Regions from separate parts of the Mus musculus genome. Here all the other regions are linked to region 3. Evidence: chromatin contacts called from public Hi-C data. All regions are on one chromosome and are shown on one strand. The core of a region is the stretch at or near the end of the contact, and the rest is flanking DNA. Distances in the headings are between cores, read along the strand shown. Region 1 has its middle 13 kb from the start of Gm34964. Region 2 overlaps Ano1 (anoctamin 1, calcium activated chloride channel). Region 3 holds the start of Ano1 (anoctamin 1, calcium activated chloride channel).

The links. Hi-C and Micro-C count contacts between places; a contact is called where the count stands out from the background.
Region 1: a contact with region 3 is called in a Hi-C map of uterus, with 4 times the contacts expected there. The contact joins the enhancer-like site here to the promoter of Ano1 in region 3. A contact is called at or near these places in 1 of 39 promoter capture datasets (embryonic stem cells), 3 of 484 Hi-C or Micro-C datasets (all in uterus), 3 of 115 datasets of contacts at active chromatin or transcription factors (double positive thymocytes, extraembryonic endoderm stem cells and trophoblast stem cells) and 2 of 9 other capture datasets (embryonic stem cells and pancreatic islet).
Region 2: a Hi-C map of uterus shows a contact between it and region 3, with 5 times the contacts expected there. The contact joins the enhancer-like site here to the promoter of Ano1 in region 3. A contact is called at or near these places in 2 of 39 promoter capture datasets (the 3T3-L1 cell line and second pharyngeal arch cranial neural crest), 6 of 484 Hi-C or Micro-C datasets (embryonic fibroblasts, nephron progenitors and uterus), 4 of 115 datasets of contacts at active chromatin or transcription factors (embryonic fibroblasts, embryonic stem cells, neural tube and 1 more) and 2 of 9 other capture datasets (adipose tissue and pancreatic islet).

What each region holds. Positions count from the first base shown.
Region 1 is chr7:144,774,577-144,777,546 of GRCm38.p6, forward strand. No RefSeq gene overlaps it. Among named protein-coding and RNA genes, the nearest start is that of Gm34964, 13 kb to the right of the region's middle. Within about 2 kb of position 1,690, at least 30 of the 459 cell types and tissues checked have an H3K27ac peak or open chromatin away from gene starts, as enhancers often do. A contact at or near this core is called in uterus, where this site is marked.
Region 2 is chr7:144,688,716-144,691,822 of GRCm38.p6, forward strand. All of the region lies in intron 1 of Ano1 (anoctamin 1, calcium activated chloride channel), which reads right to left. Among named protein-coding and RNA genes, the nearest start is that of Ano1, 48 kb to the right of the region's middle. Within about 2 kb of position 1,361, at least 20 of the 459 cell types and tissues checked have an H3K27ac peak or open chromatin away from gene starts, as enhancers often do. A contact at or near this core is called in adipose tissue and uterus, where this site is marked.
Region 3 is chr7:144,737,304-144,740,611 of GRCm38.p6, forward strand. It overlaps Ano1 (anoctamin 1, calcium activated chloride channel), which reads right to left and starts at 1,270. Exons shown (of 26, transcript NM_178642.6): 1 at 1,060-1,270.

The DNA of each region.
Region 1 (2,970 bases), core at 440-2,939, 38 kb after region 3:
GGATCAGTGAGAGCTGTGGGAACCCTGGCTCCGGCCCCTCAGCCAAGTGACTCGGGGACATAAACCACAAGCAGGACAGGTCTGTCCCAACCCTCAGTCTAGATGAATACTGGGGAACTGCATTCATCACCGTAGAATTGAATCCCTCCCAGACCTGGAGGCCAAAGGGCACCAGTCTCCCAGAAATGGGTGCCTGAGGCCACAGTTCTAGTGGCCCTGGGCATAGAGGTTTCCAGAGAGGGACTTCATTCCTGACCCTGTCCTTGAAACAAAGGTTCTGTCTAATGTCCGTTGGCTGCAGGATCCACACGGCCCCAAATGCAACATTGGACTCTGCAGCCACCTAGAGCCGTGCCTCCCTTCAAGACTCTTCTGGATCTAGGGCCATTTCCACTCCCAGACTGAGCTTGCCTCTTCTTTTTCTCTCTGGACACTGGGCTTTATTCCTTGAAGGACAAATAGGTCATTTGATATTTGACAGACAGTGACAACCAGAGACCCTGAAAAGCCAAGGTACTATGAGGACCGAAGTGCCGGGTCTTCCTTATCCAGAGAGTTAGGATGAGCGGGGGACTACAGCAAGTCCCTCTCTGCATGTCTTAGGGTATGCAGGCCACCATTACTGGCATCCTGCCTCCAAAACACTGTTTATACTGACAATGGTGGCCTTCAAATGCCCCCCACACACACACACCTTCCCTCAACCAAGATTTAGAAGGGCCACGCCTCTGAGCTTCTACTGACCTCACAGAACCTGTTGCTTCAAGGAGGGGCAGGTTTGAGCATAGGTGCTGGGAGGGGCAAGCTCAAACCCTGTAGCCAGGGCAGCCATAGGCCCCCAGAGCTGCAACTCTGAGGCACAGGGTGAGGAAAGGAGAGTGTGAGCCCTGCCTTCCTGGGGAATGTGAGTCCGTAAGAGCAACTGAAGAAAATCTGTGGGAGCTGGCTGCCAAGATGGACTCCAGGAGGGCAGACCCAGAGAGGGAGGAGTTATCCAGGAAGAAGCAGCTGAGTCCGAAGGGAGGACTCACTGCAGGGGAGGACACAGGCGAAGAGGACTCACCCTGAGACGGACTCACTCTAGGAGAGAGGGTCCTGTGCAGGAGGAAGTACTCATTCTAGGGGAGAACCTGGGGGAAGGACTCACCCTGAGAAGGATTCACTCCAGGAGAGAGAGTCCTGTGTTAAGAGGGAGGCTTCATCCGGGGGAGGAAGATCATGGTGAAGAAGATAGATACAACCAGGAAGGGGAACCAACCTGCTGACCTTCACCTCAGCAGGGAGGGGATGCTGCCCGGGCAGCCTGGTGATGACACTGAGGGCCTGTCCAAGAGTCCTGGAGGAGTGTGTGCACAAGGAGCTATACTGCAAACCTGTGAGCCAGCATGAGTGTACATTGGGAGAAGGTGTGTGCTCACGCCAGAGCATGTAGAAAGGCAGGCTAGGAGGCCAGTCAGACACCCAGGGGGCCTGAACGCCACAGCACAGAGCCTCTGATATCTTTGCTGTGGTTTGAGCAGACACAGTCCCTGTGGCCAGGATGTTGTGGGGTCCCTTCTGGAGTTTTTGAGAACTAGGGAAGGGGCTGAGAACTGCCTGGCGGGCTCTGGGGAGTTGGCCTCTGGACTCTAGGCGGTGAGAAGACAGCTAGGTCCCCAGGGAAGCCAATGTGAGGGCCTGTGCTGCCCCCTGGTGGTGAAGCATGCCTATTCCATGCAGCTGCCCGTCAGGGACTGTTGGGTAAGTATTAAAGGGTATTAAAGGTGAGGCCTTCCTAGTGGGGTTTTGTGACCTGGGACAATAGTACAGGTCATCCCCCACTGAGGCAGGGCCTCTGCCTGGTCACAGTTTGTCCTGGTCACTTGCTAGATTTTAATCCATCCCTCCACTATGTCCTACAATTCTCCTCTTTACAGTTTAAAAGAAACTGTGACCCATGCAGGGCTGTCCCTAACATCCAGCATCCAAGAGCCACCCCATTCTTAAGCCACTTCTTGCAGTGCTTTATGCCCTGGGGGACCAGGAACCTCCTCTGGGGGTGAGGGGAAATGTGGAGGAGCCTGGGAAGGAACAGGGGCCACCAACTCCATTCAGCCTTCCTCTCCACAGAGAACATTATGCCTCTGGTACCACCAGAAGCCAAAATATATGATCTGCTTTGAAACACTGTGTGGAAGTAAGGCAAGAGCTGAGGACGAGGAAGTGTGGGCTCCCAGAAGAAGACAGCTCAGTGTAGGTAGGGTGGAACCTGGCTGGTGAACACTGGTCTTTTTAAAGACCAAAGAAAGACAGAAAGTGATGTAAGAGGAAGGCATGTCTAAGAGACAGTGCCAGCAAGGGTCATCGGAAGGCACCTCTGACTTTTAAGCTTGGACCAGCTGAAAAAAAATTCTAGGGCAAGTGTGGAAGCTCACATCAGAGGCAGGGAATCTCTGTGTGTTTAAGACTAGCCCTGTCTACAAAAGTGGATTATAGGTTCAGTTAGACTTTGTCTTATTTTTAAAAAAAGAAGAAGAAGAAGGAGAAGAAGAAGAAGAAGAAGGAGAAGGAGAAGGAGAAGGAGAAGGAGAAGGAGAAGGAGAAGGAGAAGGAGAAGGAGAAGGAGAAGGAGAAGGAGAAGAAGAAGAAGAAGAAGAAGAAGAAGAAGAAGAAGAAGAAGAAGAAGAAGAAGAAGAAGAAGAAGAAGAAGAAAAGGAGAAAGAGAGGAGAGAGAGAGAGAGGCATTTCAAGCAAATAGGCGCCCTGGGGAAGAAAAGAACCTGGCATATATTTATAAGGCATTTTTCTAAGAGCCCCCAGTGGAGTTGAGGATGTAGCATAGTTGTAGAATGTTCGCCTAGCATTCACAAAGTCCTGGGTTCAATTCTCAGCATTACACAAAGCAGGGATGGTGACATGGGCCGGTCATCCCATCACTTGGGAGGTAGAGGCAGGAGGGTCAGCTTGAGCTGCGTGCGTAGCAAGTTTAAG
Region 2 (3,107 bases), core at 111-2,610, 48 kb before region 3:
ACTTCCATTTGGTTTCAATGAGAGACTGGCACGAAAAAGTAAGACAGGTAGCTCTTGGAAAATGACACCCAAGGTTGACCTGTGACCTTCATATTCAGGAGTGTGCATGTATGATTAACTACACAAAGATATACATATACAGATGTGCACACACACACACACACACAAACACACATATATACCCCCCCCTACACACACACACACACACACACACACACACACACACACACACACACACACAAGGTCTTTCAGAGATGAGAGGCAGAGCTCTCTTTCTGGTGGAGGGTTAGAATGAGAGGCCCTGAGCATGCCTCTGCCTGCAGCTCCTTACCTCCCCCCACCCCCACCCCGTCTGTTCCCAGCAACCTCTGGGCATCAGCAACCCTGCTCTCTGGCTGTGTGTCCTCAGTGCACTGGGCAGATGTCTTTCTGGGAATTACTGCGATGTGTTTTGGAAGAGTCAAAAGGCAGCGCTGCCTGGGGCCACATGGATTCCTCCTCTAGGAGGAAGAAGCAAAAACAAGGGAAGATTTAGTGGGGTCTCCTAGGATGCTCCTCTGCCTTGCCTAGCCCAGCAAGTCCAGTTCCCTCCACTCCAAGCCTTTGGCTAGGTTCCAAGTCAGGCTCAGCCACGTGTTTTCAAAATCCTTGCCCTGGAACATGAACTGTGAGCAAAGCAAGCCAGGACTCGGGGCAGCTTATATGCACGACTGCCAGGGCTCTGGAAGTTCCTTCCCGAGATCAGCCTCCTCCATCTCTTCCTGCTATGCCCCGGAACATCTGTAATGCAGTCCAGAGTTTCTCATTCCCCACTGAGACTTAGATAACAAATGTTCTGAGAATGGACAGTCTTGATGTAATTTACACTCAAGTGTGAATGACATTCCTTTCTCCACCATGCTACCACATCAGGCCCACAGACATCTTGGGATTGAAGGAAGTGAAGAAAAGGAAGAAATTCCCACACCAAAGCAAAGGAAATGGGAACAAGGAAGAAGTTTGGGGACTAGGAACAAAGACATCCTTTCTGTCCTGCTAGCCTGGCCTGGCCGCTGCCCCTGGAGGCAACCACACCAGGAGTGGGGGGTGACACCTGTCTGACTGAGGAGCCACCTAATGTTCACCTCTGTCTGAAAGTTCTTTCCAGAACAGCAGAGAGATAAAGAAGAGTTAAGCTGAGATCGGGAGGGGGGGGTGGTAAGCTGGGGGCCTGAGAAGGCAGCTTTTCAGATAAGAATCTGGTCCCTGGAGAACCAGCAGAGGGAGAGTGGGGGAGTGAGTACCAGACTCTTCCTGGTATGTGCTATGCAGAGGCAGGGGCCTGGCTGATGGCCCACAGCCTCTGCTCCAAGGGCAAAGTCCTCCAGACCCCCTCCTACAGACACATCCAATTCTTTGCACTCAACTACAGACCCTTGAGTCAGCCCTAAGTTGTTCTGATGGGGCAGGGAAGGGCTGGGTCCAGCCCCACTCCTCCACTTCCCCCCACCCCTCGCTGAGGAAGGCCAGAGAACCTCTGCAGCCAGGCTCAGCTTTGAACACAAAACAACCACGGTGTGCTGGGAGAGAATGCCGTGGGAGGATCCCCAAGTCTTCTCCTGCTTACTCCCAAAGCATTGAAAGATCTCAGATCAAAGAAAAAGTATGAAATAAGAGACCAGCGTTCAGATGAGACGCACCCAGGTCTGAGAGTGAGAACAAGAAGCCACCTGGCTACACCTACATTACCCTCTCCTGTCACCTGGTGCTGATGGGGACTGGGACAGGACCTTTAAAAAAAATAAGCAAAACAGACAAAGACAGAGTGGCAGGCACAGCCAGGTTGTGTTTCTCCAGAACAAAGGCTGGGGAGACAGGGAGACGGGGAGACATGGGTGGGTGGGGTCCGAGCCCTGATTCCACAGATTGCTACAGCTCTTAGGACCTAGTCTCCCCCTTATCATGTAAGTGGACACCCAGAGCACCAGACAGACTGCTCCCTTCACAGCCAGGGTCCTGACCCTATGGTAAGAGCTCCATTAACAGGAATTTGAGCTTATATTTAAGGAAAAAAAAATCACTCTGGCCACTAGGTACCAGGCCTCAGTAGGGGAGCCTCATCCTAGCCTGCCTATGCATTCAACACAGACATAATATAATATCAGGCCCAACAGCCTCTCCATTCTCCTTCTGTAACAAGATACAGCTTAAAAAAAGATGACCCAACATGGTAGTGAATGCCTTTCACCTTCCCAGCACTCCAGAGGCACAGGCAAGTAGATCTCTGTGAGTTCAAGACTAGTCTGGTCTACATAGTGTGTTCCATGCTAGCCAGGGCTACACAGAGAAACCCTGACTCAAGATCAGTCAGTCACTTAAGAGTCAGGAAAACACAGCAAATAGTGAAGACTCAGATAAACCATCACAAGGACCGAAGGGATTGAGGGGAGACCCCAGTATGGGGAGTGCCACTTCCACAAACAGAACCAGACTAGACTTCTCAAACCAAAACTAAGGGTGGGAGAGACAGAGCCGACAACAGGCTGGACAGACAGGAAGAAACCACTGGCCAGAAGATGGCTGAGGAGAGAATGGTAACACTGGAAGCCACTGCAGGCCAACAGGAGGCAAGGCAGGAAACCAAGGAGGCGGGATGTCCAGCTGCTGACCCTGCAGGGAGAAAAGGGGAGGGTGGGCTACCAGAGATGTGAAGAACATGACTCAGAACTGCAGACCTGACAGCATGAAGCTGCATGGGGTCCTGCACAGAGAAGCTTGTAGACCCGGAGGATGCATATGGAGGTGTGGTACAGCCTGGAAGAAGCACCAGCAACTTTGCTCATCCATTCTGAAGAAAATATCTGACTAAAGCAACTTGTAAAAGAAGGGTTTACTCCAGCTCAAGGCTTCCATGGTGCTGATGGCAGCAGCAGGGGCCCTTGTCGAGCTGTGTGTGTGTGGCTTTGCTGATTGTTCCCCAGAAGTTATGGAAGCCAAAGACAACAGAGTGTCGTTGACATGAGAAGTGTGTTTGGAGAGACAGGATGCTGTGTGACTGCTACAGTTCATCTCAGTTGTTAAGTTGATGAGATCTAGAATCACCCGAGAAAGGGGCCTCTGGGTGTTCC
Region 3 (3,308 bases), core at 20-2,519:
TGAAGCCTCAGTTTTCCAGTCTGTGGAGTGGGAAAGGCCATGTCCCACTGCCTACAGTTGTCAGAGGATTAACACCCACAGTCCTGCTTCCAGTGCCCAGCACCCAGTGAGATGCTCACCCAGAACCAGCCCAGTGCTGGCATTTTTGGTTGGCTGCAAAAAGGACAGAAATATGAGCTGGAGGGGGAGGGAAAGGGGGATAGAGTGGTCTGGCCACCCAGCACCAGCCTTGGCAGAAGCCCTGGCTCTTACCCTGGTATTGGCGTGCCCCTCTACCTTAATTTGATGCTGAAAAAGCCAAATTGGGTCGTTTTGAAAAGAACATGGGATAAGTTGCTTCATGGGAGTCTAAGTGAAGACAGGGAGGGAGGCTGCAGAGAGAGCATCCTTCCCAGGGCTCAGCCCCAGCAAACTCCAACTGTGTGATCAAGTCCACGTCTTCCTGCCACCCCACTCCGGGTTTATTTAATAACCTCTGAACTGGGAGGATAACATGCAGGAAACGTTTCCTGGGTCATTTATTTGAAAATTATTCATATAAAAACACCCAAGGTGATGACTTAGTAGCCAGGACTCCCCCTCCCCTCCTGGCTTCCCGACCTCATCTGTCTCCCTGCTCTGCCAGCAGTTTCCGTTATGACTTCGAGTCATCGAGTTACTTTACTTCCCAAATAAATCTCCACAACAGTGCGGAAATATTAAGAGTATTAATAGTGCCTGTAAAAACATCCGAAGACTCACATCTGCCAGGAGCAGTTAGATGTAGCAAGCTGGGGATGCCTCCGGGGAAGTCCGAAACCAGGTGGCCTAAGTCCCTCCAGGGGACAGGCGAGGTCCCTCTTCGGGGGTCTAACAGGGTCTCTCCAGGATGCTACAGACTCCCTCTAGGGATGCCAGGTTCCCTCGAGAGGGGGGGCACTACTAGCTCCCACCCCACCCCCGCGCAGCAACTGACCGTGTCTCTCTGTCTGTCTGTCTGTCCCTCCGTCCATGTCCCCTGCAACCTCCACCCAAGTCCCTGCGCTCTCCTGCAGAGCGGCTCAGGGAAGATCCTACCACCTGAGTTGGGGGTTCCTGCGTCCTGTGCCTCGTGCGCGATTGTTTCCGGTCCCCGCTGGCACTCTCGGTCCGCAGAGGTTCCCTCTGGGGTCAAGCCCTCCAGGCCGATGTCGCTGTCCTGCGCGTCCTGCATGATGTGTTCGCTCCGGACGCCCTGGGTCCAGCAGAGGGACCGGCAGAGGCGGGAGGAAGGTTGAGCCCAGCTGCCTGCACCGCGCTGCTCCGCCCCCGGCGCTCTAGTCCTGGGGTCCCCCAGTTCTCCGCCCCGGGGGTCACGGGGTCACCTGCAGCCGCGCCCTCGCCCCGCCCTGTTCCCGCCCCCCACTGCATGGGAGGTGCCCCCAACTCTAGCTTGGCCCCAGGGAGCAGCCTTGGACAGGGGAGGCTCACAGGGTGGGCCAGCCCCGCCTCTAACCCGCAGGACCCTGGGCGACCACTCTGCCAGTTTGTGGGAAGAGATGAAAAGGCTAACTAACGCCAGTGAGGTGGTGGTGGGGGGGGGGGGCAGCGGTGTTTTATTTTATTTTTAGTCAGGGTCTCATTTTGCTGCCTTAGTTGCCCTAGAATTCACAGAGACCCACCTGCCTCTGTCTCCCCAGAGCTGGGATTAAAGTGGGGTGTTCATCACACTCACTATTTGATTTTTATTTTACATAAATGGGGAGGGGGGAAGGATTTTGAGAGAGGGTCATGCTATGTTGCTGTGGCTGTCCTCAAACTGACCACAATCCTGCCTTCATCGCTCAAATACTGAGATTATAGATGTGACCCATCACCCTCTGGACAAAATCCAGGGAGTTTTAGGGTACCTTTTAGGGTAAGCCCCACCTGTGCAGAACTTAAGACTCTGGATAGTTGAGAATAGCCCAGGGTGGAAGGGAACGTGGGGATTCTCATTAACTGCAGCAAAGAGGATTTAGCCAAGAGCTTTGAGCCTCTGGCTGCTAGCTTGTCCTGGGCCCCTGCTGCTGGGCAGGCTCTGTCTGGGCAGGGATACAGAGACCCTGCTCTCTGGGAGGCTCTGTGGGATGGGCACTCTGAGTACCCCACTGCTCAGAGGAGGTGCCTTTTGTGTGACATTTCTAAATAACTATCATAAATTGTGGGACAGAAGGACCATAAACAAAACGTTAATCTGCTGGTTTGGGGGAGGGGAGTAGGCAGATGGGAGTCCAGTCTCAACTTTTGGGGTGGGGAGAGTCATTTGTTGACAACAGAGAGTGCTAAGGACCCCGGGTCACCTGCCAAGTCAACTCTCCACTAATGCTTTGGTTGGACCTTGATGGAGACAGGTCCCAGACACTGTGTGGCACCCACTGCACTCTCACAGGGAAGGGGCTCCCAGCTAGGGGCATGAGCCATGGCTCCTCCCCCTGCCGAACCTCAGGGGTGGGTGGGAGGGAAGGGGGCACTTGATCCCCCTGTACACTGCTCTGAATGGAAAAGACTCTAGTGGGTGAACCACAGAGAACCATCCCCAGCCAAGTGAGCCCTGTTGTTTCTACCTTGCCTCCTTGAGTCTGGCTTGAGACATTTAGTGCCAGGTTGGGACTTTTCCTCTCCCTGGAAGTCTTAAGAAGCCCCCCCAGAGTGTGCCCTGTACCTGGTGTCTGCCAAGGAGACCACGTGGAGCAAGGGGCTGCCCTGGTTCCCTCCCACAGTCAGTCATGATCCATCTGACCAGTGTGTGGGAGTCAAGATAAAACTGGTTTTTCTTGGAAGGGTCTGATCACTAACGTGGTGCACAGCAATAGCTCCGTTGTATAAATACACAGAAAATTCTAGAATTCTTATCCTTGAAATGATGAACTATAAACCAAAAAGACTCAGGGGGACAAAAATGTAAACACTTGCTGGGACTATTTTTACTCCCTCATTGTTTACCTTTGGGGGCCGGGGCTGGCTATTGTCTACTGAGCCAGGTTTTAAAATACACATTTTTTTAAACATATTATTATCAGAAGTATGCTAAGGAGTCTTTAATAGAGGTTGATTCATTCAGACTGAAGCCAGGTTTTCTTTTTCTCCTTGTCATTATCTTGCTTCCAACTTATGTCATATTCATATAAATCCCTTAACTATGTACAATGTATGCACAACTGCCCTGAGCACCGCTCCAAACTTCACGGGCATATCATACTAAAGACATGACAGCAAACACCTGGAACAGTCCCCCCCCTCCCTTTTTTTTTTAATGATTGCTCTCAACCGCTGTTTTAGCCAATGAGGTCATATGCAAGCCTTGCCAG